Linked DNA regions of Muntiacus reevesi: region 1 is linked to region 2. Evidence: chromatin contacts called from public Hi-C data. All regions are on one chromosome and are shown on one strand. The core of a region is the stretch at or near the end of the contact, and the rest is flanking DNA. Distances in the headings are between cores, read along the strand shown. Region 1 holds the start of FBXO48 (F-box protein 48). Region 2 holds the start of LOC136163073 (gastrokine-3-like).

Region 1 (4,745 bases), core at 321-2,820, 400 kb after region 2:
AGGCTCACTGACACGCTTTGTTCAGACAGTCCAAGAGAAAACTGGAGGGCAAGTATCCATTGTATCTCTGTGTACCCCCGCAGTGCTAGGGTCTGCAGACGCGCAGCATAAAGTGGCCAGTAAACAAGACACGTTGCATGTCGAGAAAACAATATATATGTATTTAGTGAGAGATCGACAAATTTCCAGAACGTTACAGGCAAGTTTTCTAACTCCTAAACACCCCAGAGGAAGAATACATAATCCAGTTGCACTGTAACCCAAAATCTTGTGTGTGTGTCCCTTAAATAACTCGCTCAATTTTCTCATCTGAACAATGAAGATACGAGCACCCAACTCAAAAAGTTTGGAAAGGTTTAAAGAAGCTGGTACAAGTAGTCTTTAGATCAATGCCTGGAATTCTACACACTACATAAAGGTGAGTCACTGACGTTACTGAAAAAGATTATTACAATAAAAGTAACGCCCAGGCAGTACCACCAGAGCGGCCAAAGATTAAAAGAAATTATTCTAGAAAAACTAAAATCAGAGGTTGGCAGACTTTTTCTGTTAAGGGCCAGAAAGAAACTACTATAAATATCGTGGTTTATCAAGCTAACAGGCAATATTCCCAACCCTTAGAGAAATTCTTCTCCCTTAAAGGCTAATATGGGTTTTTTTGTTTACATTTTTTAATCTGAGAAGCATTCTTAGTATGTGGGTCCCAACAATTGCTGGCTGGATTTGGAGCCAGGGCCATAGTCTGCCGACCTCCGGGTAAAACACTAATGACGATAATCCAGGTCAGTGCTTTTTAAAGGCAGCAGAAGGAAACGTCTGCGAGTTAGTTCAAGTTGACTGAAAAACGTGCTGCCTTCAAACTTCTAAAATCCAGAACGGCCTGGCCGGAGCGGTGGGGAACCCGGGCAGGACCCAGAATAGGGCCTCAGGAGCCCGCCCGGACCTCGCGGTTCTCCGGGGCCGCCGAACCCCCGCCACACTTACTCCCAGCAGCGGCCCGCGGCCGATGACCGTCTCCCCGGGCGCCAGGGCCACCCGGGGGCCGCCGTCCTGCGGCTGCAGCTCGAAGCCCCCGGACATGGCGGCGAGGATTAAACAGACCCCTTCGCAAGGGGCGAGACCCTGCAGCCGTTTCCGCCTTCCTACGACAGGCGCGAGGCCCAGGCAGGCCCCAAGAAACACAGCCGGAGGCAGAGCAAAGACTGACCTCCACTGTGCCCCGGCTGCGCGGAGCTGGGGCCCCACCGAGGGGGACCGAACCCCGCCCCTCCACTCCGGCCAGTGACGTACTCAGGGAATCCCCTTTCACACCGCCTCCAATCGGGCTTTTAAAAGCCCCGGTTACCCAATTTCCCCCCCCCCCCCACCCCAGCGCTTCTCACCGCCCACCCGTCTCGGAGGACGCCGGTCTTTGTAGTCCATGACGCCTTCCCTTCTCCTCCACTGCCGATCTCAGGCGCCCCTGGAAAACTACCAATCCCAAGAGGCAACGCGCGCCCCTCTCTGCGCCTGTGCGAAATCTGAGTCAGCAAGGCGGGGCTAGAGTGGGTGGGAAGAAAGGGACTGGGGGAAGGATTCGATTTCTAAACAATTTAAATCGCGGATCGAGAGGTAGCAGCTTTCCAGTAGGTAGGAGGGGGTCCTCCCTTTGCGCTGACGTCTGGCAGACGTAATCCGGGGCGCAGTCCTGGCGCTCGCACAGCCTCTGCTCGGCCGACCGGAGCTGCGGTGACAGTCGGGGCTGACAGTTGTTACTGTTTACCTGTCAATGCCCAGGTATTCTTTGGACTCCGACAGCTGCTGTGGGCTCCGGGCATGCCAGGAGGGTGGTTCAGATGGGACGTGAGGTCTTTCCCGACGGCCTGCAGTGTCTGCCTGGGGTGGAGGCTCCCCGAGAGCCGAGCGTCTGCCCTGCTTTACGATTCCTCCCTCCGTGTGACACCTTAAAGAGGGGTGACCTGTCACCTAATTAGAGAGGTAATTTAGCAAAGTTTGGTTTAGAAAGAAGAGGATAGGTTTCTAGACATCCAGGCAAAATGGGACTCAGAAGAAGAAAAATGCCTAGTGGGGTTTAGGCACCCCCATCTGTTAAATTCAAATGCTTTCATCTGTCTCGTGTGGAGTAATTGTAACGGGAGGACGTATTTATCTCCAGGGAGATCTTAGGAGAAACAACAAATGTGCGTTTAAATGCACAGTAACTTTCTCCTAGTATGAGATTCTTTTCAAGAATAGTTTGGCTTTAGTTTATATTGATGAGGGCTAGAGGGTGGAAGGGCAAAATTTGACTTATGAACTTATTTTTTTGCAGTTTGCTTTCTTACTTCCCCAAACTCTCAAGAGGAAATCCTCTGTCGAAGTCAGACATTAAAATTCTGACCACTGTAGCCAACTTGGATCATAACCAAATGAACGGGAGCATCTGTGGTCTTGACAGGTATAGAAACATATAGGTGAGTAGCACATCTAGATCATTGGAAAAGACCCTGATGCTGGGAGGGATTGGGGGCAGGAGGAGAAGGGGACGACAGAGGATGAGATGGCTGGATGGCATCACCGACTCGATGCACATGAGTTTGAGTAAACTCCGGGAGTTGGTGATGGACAGGGCGGCCTGGCGTGCTGCAATTCATGGGGTCTCAAGGAGTCGGACACGACTGAGCAACTGAACTGAACTGAACTGAACTGAGCACATCTAGAAAGGGGAATTTGTCATTAGCTAAGAAAAATAAAGTATTAGGTATATCTGAAACCCCTCCTGCGCCAACACCCCTCACTATAAAAGGCAGTACAAACTGGAATAAACTGATTTTAAGTAAATATGAACTGTCTTTATATGCCAAAATACCTCCATACTTTCAACTGATATCGGGAGCCTAAACCATGCACCTTCGGTAAATTAGCTCAGACTGGACTTTCAATCTTTAGTCATGTGGTTTACATAGATGCATTATAAATATTGTTTTTAGTTGTTAGTCACTGTTGTTTGATGGCCTTAATGACTAGTTATCTTAGTTCGTAATTAACTATACATGTGGAATAGCCTCAAGAAGCTTTCTAAAACACAACTCTTATAACTAATTGAATATTTGCGATTTTGTCAGTATAGCCCAGGCCTCAACCTCTTGTCCATTTCAGACAGCATTTGTGTCAAATGTGAGCACTTACCTATTAAGTGCAAGTAGATAAACAATTCTTATATAAACTACTGAAAGTTCATTAGGTTTGTCATTAAGTCACAAGTTATAAGTGAAAAACTTAAAGACACGGCATTTGTTCCCACAGACTAATATTCAATGAGTTGAGTAGAACTGAAACATATACATTTTCAAAAGTTTTTTCAATCAATACTTGGAATAGCATGTGTTCTCACCATAGTTATTTCTACTACTAAAAATAAATTATAGACTGAATGTGAAGAATCACATCTCTTTTTCAGATAATTTTCTTTGGGAGTAGAAAAACAAATGTTTAGAAAGAAACTCATTTACCAAAAATATCTAAAAAGAAGAAAAGGAGTAGCATGTGTTGCATGTCTCCTGCGTGCAGTTCAGACGTAGAGCTAAATTCTTCACTCATCATCTCTGGTCATCCTTGTAGGAAGACACACCAGATTAGCATCACTGGCTCCATTTGACAGACTGAAGAGTTCAAGTCAAGAAAGTTAAAATTCGTTAAATCTAACCACGAAAGTATCGGGCTCAAAGGGGCGTCTACAGTCTGGTCTAAAGGCAGTGAATATATTTAGCCTTTGCCTTTCAGGTTATATATGAGGATAATTCACTAAAATACCAAGCTATGAAGAAAAACTCCAAGAGAAACCACGCTTCAAGAGTTTCTGACATAGAATTGAACTCTGTGGATGCTGAAAAGGAAAAAAAAGAGTGTCAAAATAATTTTGTTGAACTGCTGCCTCCAGAAGTTACTTTTAAAATTTTCAGTCAGCTAGACATCCGGAGCTTGTGCAGGGCTTCGGTGACATGCAGGAGCTGGAATCATGCAATAAGACACAGCGACTCCTTGTGGAAACCTCACTGCCTGACTGTAAGAGCTGTCTGTCAAAGAGAGATAGATGACGATCTAGAGAGTGGTTATCCCTGGAGGGTAAGTTTAACCTTTGCAATCTGAAGCCCTCTTGACAATATGGTGGTCTGTTTGAGCCACACTCTACCTTCTGGCTTGAAGGAGGGAGGATTTCATATATAGAATGACATACAGAGTGGGTTGACTTTGGGAGTTAAAGTCGAATTATATTCTTTTCCTGTAAAAAGGATATCTCCCATCTATCCTTTTGAATTTGGGGGGCGTTTACCTCATAAACCACAATGGCTACTTCATTTTACTCCACCTATCCAAAAACCCCAGCAAACTGTGTAACTCACACTATTCTGTATTTGCACACACACACATTTATTAATAGATGTGTGTATCAATGCAAATATTTAATCTTTTCAGCTTTTCAGTCAGCTTCTCTAGCGTCAAACAAACTCATTCACCAACCCCTGACTACCTTCTTTAACAATGGTGGTAGTAATAGTAGTAATAGTGTTAGTCGCTCAGTCATGTCTGACTCTTTGCCGTGGACTGTAGCCAGCCAGGCTCCTCTCTCCATGAAATTCTCCAGGCAAGAATCCTGGAGTGGATTGCCGTTAACAATGGTGGTTTACTTCTTTCAGGTCATACTACTGAGGAATTACCAGAAGAGTAAAGTGAAACATGAATGGCTAACTGGCAGGTACAGCAAC
Region 2 (4,783 bases), core at 1,262-3,761:
CAGTAGGAAAGGCAGCCATTGATTCTCCTTTGCAGATGAGGAAACCGAAGCACTCAAAAGCTGCATCATGTCTCTGGTTGTGCCGTGTCTCTTGTCATATAACTTTTCTATCATGGGGCCGTCCGTTCCAATCCTGCCTCTTTCTTCCAGGTCATGCCTCGTCATCCCTGACCACGTGGGCAAGTGGAAGCAAGATTTCTAAAAGTGAAAATAAATTATTTTCCTGCTTTGGAAATAAACTGATTAAAATCTGAGAGCAAGACCAAAGAACCTCTATGGCACATACAAGTTAGAGGACATCAGAATTCTTAAAAATAGCTCTCTTATTTCAGAGGCCTTCAGGAGCCCTGTGAAGTCAACACAGGAGAGGAACACAAAGGGGTGCTGGATCCCTAGAGATCTCAGAAGCTCCTCCTATGGCTCAAAAAGAAGTCACTGCAAATGCATGAAAGCTGGTTCCTTACCAAGAGAGATGTATTCCCTCAAGACCTTAAACTTAGAGAAGGCCTGTGTAGACAGGGTTCTCTTCTCTCTGGAAAAGCAGGAGGCTAAATTTTGGAGCAGGCAAGGCTTTCTTTGGCATTGTAATGAACGTTTTCTAAATCTTACATTCTTGTAGTCCAAGACTCCATCCCATTCACTCAAAACATTGTTGTCTCGGATGCTGACCATACCTCGAAAGGCATTGACATGGATGCTCTGGGTCCCAACATATCCATCCAGAGGATGGTTGTCACTGATGTTCTGGAGAAGAGAAGGCAGCAAGGAGAACAGTCCTAAGTCCAGAGTTCCTGCATTGCCCATCTCTCACAGATATAAAGGGGTCCTCACAAGAAATTTGACGGAGGCCCCTCCAGATTCCCTGGTGGCTCAGATGGTAAAGAATCCACCTGCAAGGCAGGACACCTGGGTTCAATCCCTGGGTTGGGAAGATCGCTTGGAGGAGGGCATGGCAACCCTCTCCAGTATTCTTGCCTTGAGAATCCCTATGGACAGCAGAGCCTGGTGGGCTACAGTCCATGGGGTTGCAAAGAGTTGGACACGACTGAGTGACTAATCACAGCACAGCACCCCAGATTATCACCTTTGAAGTACTTCTGCTTCAGGAGGACCAGACAGGTTGAGCCCTCTCCACCCTCACTTACCATCAGGGCCAGAGATGGAGCTAGGAAGAGGACCACAAGGATTGAAGGCACAATCTGAAATGGAAACAAATGTCAGTGTACAGGGCTGGCTCCCTTAGCCTCAGATGAGCCCAGGGCCTGGGGCTCAGAGGAACCCCAGGGTTGGAGCCGTCTTAAAAAATCTGTAATTTTTATAGTGTCTCTTGCCCTAGAGGCCCCAAATATATCAGGAGACTGTCATTCCATGTGTTCGATATACTGGCTACTCAAGAAGGAAAGCTTTATCATTCATTCAAAGATACCTTTTGTTTTGTTCTACGTCTACTATCAATCACTGGGCTAAAGATTAGGCAACCTGATCAAGCACTTGATCTGCATATAATGCAGGGCCATCTTAAGTCAAGTTGTAAAATAAGTGATAATTCAGGTCCCCGTCTTCCTGTCTATACCTCCTTCTTTCTTCCCAACCAGTGGGGACCCCCTCTCTCCCCTCTGGAATCTGATATCCTTCCAATTTCCTCTCCTCCAGTTTCTTCCACCTTGCCTGAGCATAAAATATTATGCATCACTTGTTTATACCTTATTTTGAAATAGGTTTTACTCAAGGGTGAGTAGTTCTTGAGATATTTGCAGTGAATCGTTTGCTCTTGCTCTTGGTGTGACCTGCCTAACCTATTGGAGGCATTTCAGACACCAGAAAATAGTGAAAGAGAATTAGAAGGATGGGAACAGGCTAAGATAAATGTAGCAGAGAATCTTTCCTTACAACTCACAGCTCATTATCTGGTCTACTTAAGGCTCACTCAGCTCAAGAGCACTTACAACATAAGCCGAAATCGACAGGAAACCCCCTTCCTCCCCCTCCCCACAATATCCTATGCAGTATTCTGCATGTGATGACACCATGAATGTGAGATACATCTTCAAAGAAAAAGACAACAGTTACTCTCTGAATAATAACCACAATGCAATGAGGTTAACCAAGGAAAAACATGTGATACAGACAGCAATAATATTCTATTAAATGATTCTTAGAATTAGTGCCATGTGTTAAATACACTTGAAATTTTCTTTGCCAGAAATTTATAAATAAAATGAATCTAGGAAGAAAAGACCCTAAAATATGAATATCTACTCAATCCGCAAAGATTGTTGACCTTTTAAGAAACTAGCTATTAATTCTTTTGGGAAAGACCCATTTTCTGATGTTCTAAAAAAAGAGAGGCTTACCAACAGGGAAGTTATGTGCCAAGTTAATATTTGGAAGTTCTATTTAGGGTTAATTTGAAGAGTCGATGGGAAAAAGGAACTACTCCCTGGCTATTCTGGCTCTGAAAACATAGTTACCTATATTCAAAACCAGAAAATATACTTACAAGGTGTTTCATATTGCCTCTTTCTCAGAACCTTGGCAACTGCATGCATAAAAGAATTTTCGTGTCCTATTTACTTTCTAAGCCTGGTTTATATAGTCTTGGACCTTTCAACTACTACCATGTAAAAGATTCTGGGAAATTAATCATAATCTGAATACCATTTGGGGGGGAAAAGGCAAGTTTATGTAATCACTGTTATCACTTTTATTTAACTACTTCTAAATATTTTCCTTTTACTCAAATACCTCCACTGGTTACATAAGGCAAACATGGGAAAGAACAAGGCTTTGTGGGCTGGTGTGCCCATGGCTTTAATAGTTAAGGAAGGATTGCAAATAGTAGATCTCACCAAGTGGTCCTGATACAAAATCAGTGTTTACCATTTCTATTTCCCAGTTCCAGAGAAACTCTTCACTAATAGTGGAGGTGGTTGAGAAAAACCTTATGGAACCAAAAGAGATGAATTGTAACCACAAGATTAGATTGGCGAGAAGACTGGTCCAGTTCTTCATCCAAACCCCAAATCACAGGGTTGGTCCTGTAATGCCTTCTGCCCACCCACCAAGCTGACCTCATTTAACCTCTTCAAAGATCTACCTCTGGGTGACATCCTAATATTCTGATATTTTGCTTCCACTCTATAATTTGTCTTTCTCCTCCCAACCTTTGTTTCAGGGTGACTTTTTCCATGAAGGACAATTTGAGCCGCACTGGATCTCCTGAGACATAGAGAACAACTTTCTATGACTAGTCAATACTAACTCAGGCTATTTCAAACATTTTCTTATTTTTTATCAAGCCCTTGACTGGTTGTGACCCAACTACCTGGACCAAATTCCAAAAGGTCATAATCAAATGAACGTATTTCTTCAGAGATAAAGATGAAGTATATGGATGAGGCTGGGCACTGGAATGACCAAAGTGGAAGACAGACAGCTCTGTTCTTATAGTACTTCCTGTGAATTTTCAATGGGAGCATAAACTAAGTGGGCCCTGGGGCGCTTAGGTCACCCAGGGCTCAGATAATATAATCTCTATATTATATTATGGCTGTCAGTATCTTAAAAACACCATGCACAGAGCACATGGTCAATAGTTATTGGCTGAATATGTAAAATGCAATAAAAGAATGACTTTCATTTTGGGGCATGTGGTTATGCATTTTTCCCAACATGATTTGTTGACTAGATTATCCTTTATCCATTGTATGGTCGTGATGCCTTTGTCAAAAATTTGTTGACTGAACATGCATTGGTTATGTCTGAACTCACTGTTCTGTTCCACTGATCTAATGCTCCTGTTTTTACGTTCAGTTCAGTCACTCAGTTGTGTCCGACTCTTTGCAACCCCATGAACCGCAGCACACCAAGCCTCCCTGTCCATCTCCAACTCCCAGAGTTTACCCAAACCCATGTCCATTGAGTTGGTGATGCCATCCAACCACCTCATCCTTGCTGTCCGCTTCTCTTCCTGCCCTCAATCTTTCCCAGCATCAGTTGCTGCTGCTGCTAAGTTGCTTCCGTCGTGTCCGACTCTTCACGACCCCATGGACTGCAGCCTACCAGGCTCCTCCGTCCTGGGATTTTCCAGGCAAGAGTAATAGAGTGGGGTGCCATTGCCTTCTCCACAGCATCAATTAGTACCATATTATCTTGATTACTTTAGCTGTGTAATATAGTTTGAAATCAGAAAGTTTTACGTCTCCAGCTTTGTTCTTCTTCCTCAAAATTTCTTTGGCTATTTGGGACCAAATACGTAAATGATAAGATCTGAAAGTGTAAAACTTCTAGAAGAGAACATAGGAGAAAAGATCCCTGATATTGGTTTTGGCAATGATTTTTTTGGATACCACACCAAAAACACAGGCAAAGAAAAGCTAAAATAGACAAACTAAAGATCTTCTGTGCTGCAAAGGAAACAATCAATAAATTAAAAAGACAACCTATAGAATGGGAGAAAATATTTGCAAAGTATATATCTAAATAGGAATTATTATTCAATATATCTGAAGAAGTTATACAACTCAATAGCAAATGGGAAATGATCCAGTTAAAAAAAATGGACAAAGAAACTGAAGAGACATTTTTCCAAGGAAGACATTTATGTGGCCAATAGGTGTATGAAAAGGTGCTCAACATCACAAATCACAGGGGCATGCAAATTAAAGCCACAATGAGATATCACCTCATACATTTTAGGATTGTTGTTGTTCCATCACCCAGTGATGTTCAACTCTTTGCGACCCCATAGACTGCAGCACACTAGGGTTTCCTGTCCCCCACC

Evidence for each region. Hi-C and Micro-C count contacts between places; a contact is called where the count stands out from the background.
Region 1: a contact with region 2 is called in a Hi-C map of muscle, with 11 times the contacts expected there. The contact joins the promoter of FBXO48 here to the promoter of LOC136163073 in region 2. A contact is called at or near these places in 2 of 3 Hi-C or Micro-C datasets (blood and muscle).

The regions. Positions count from the first base shown.
Region 1 is chr3:38,169,668-38,174,412 of mMunRee1.1, forward strand. FBXO48 (F-box protein 48) reads left to right here and starts at 1,571. Exons shown (of 4, transcript XM_065927251.1): 1 at 1,571-1,776; 2 at 2,312-2,437; 3 at 3,763-4,104; 4 at 4,677-4,745. The coding sequence starts at 3,799. It overlaps APLF (aprataxin and PNKP like factor), which reads right to left and starts at 1,309. Exons shown (of 10, transcript XM_065927248.1): 1 at 1,291-1,309.
Region 2 is chr3:37,767,127-37,771,909 of mMunRee1.1, forward strand. LOC136163073 (gastrokine-3-like) reads right to left here and starts at 2,512. Exons shown (of 6, transcript XM_065927507.1): 1 at 2,501-2,512; 2 at 1,146-1,199; 3 at 610-744. The coding sequence starts at 2,512.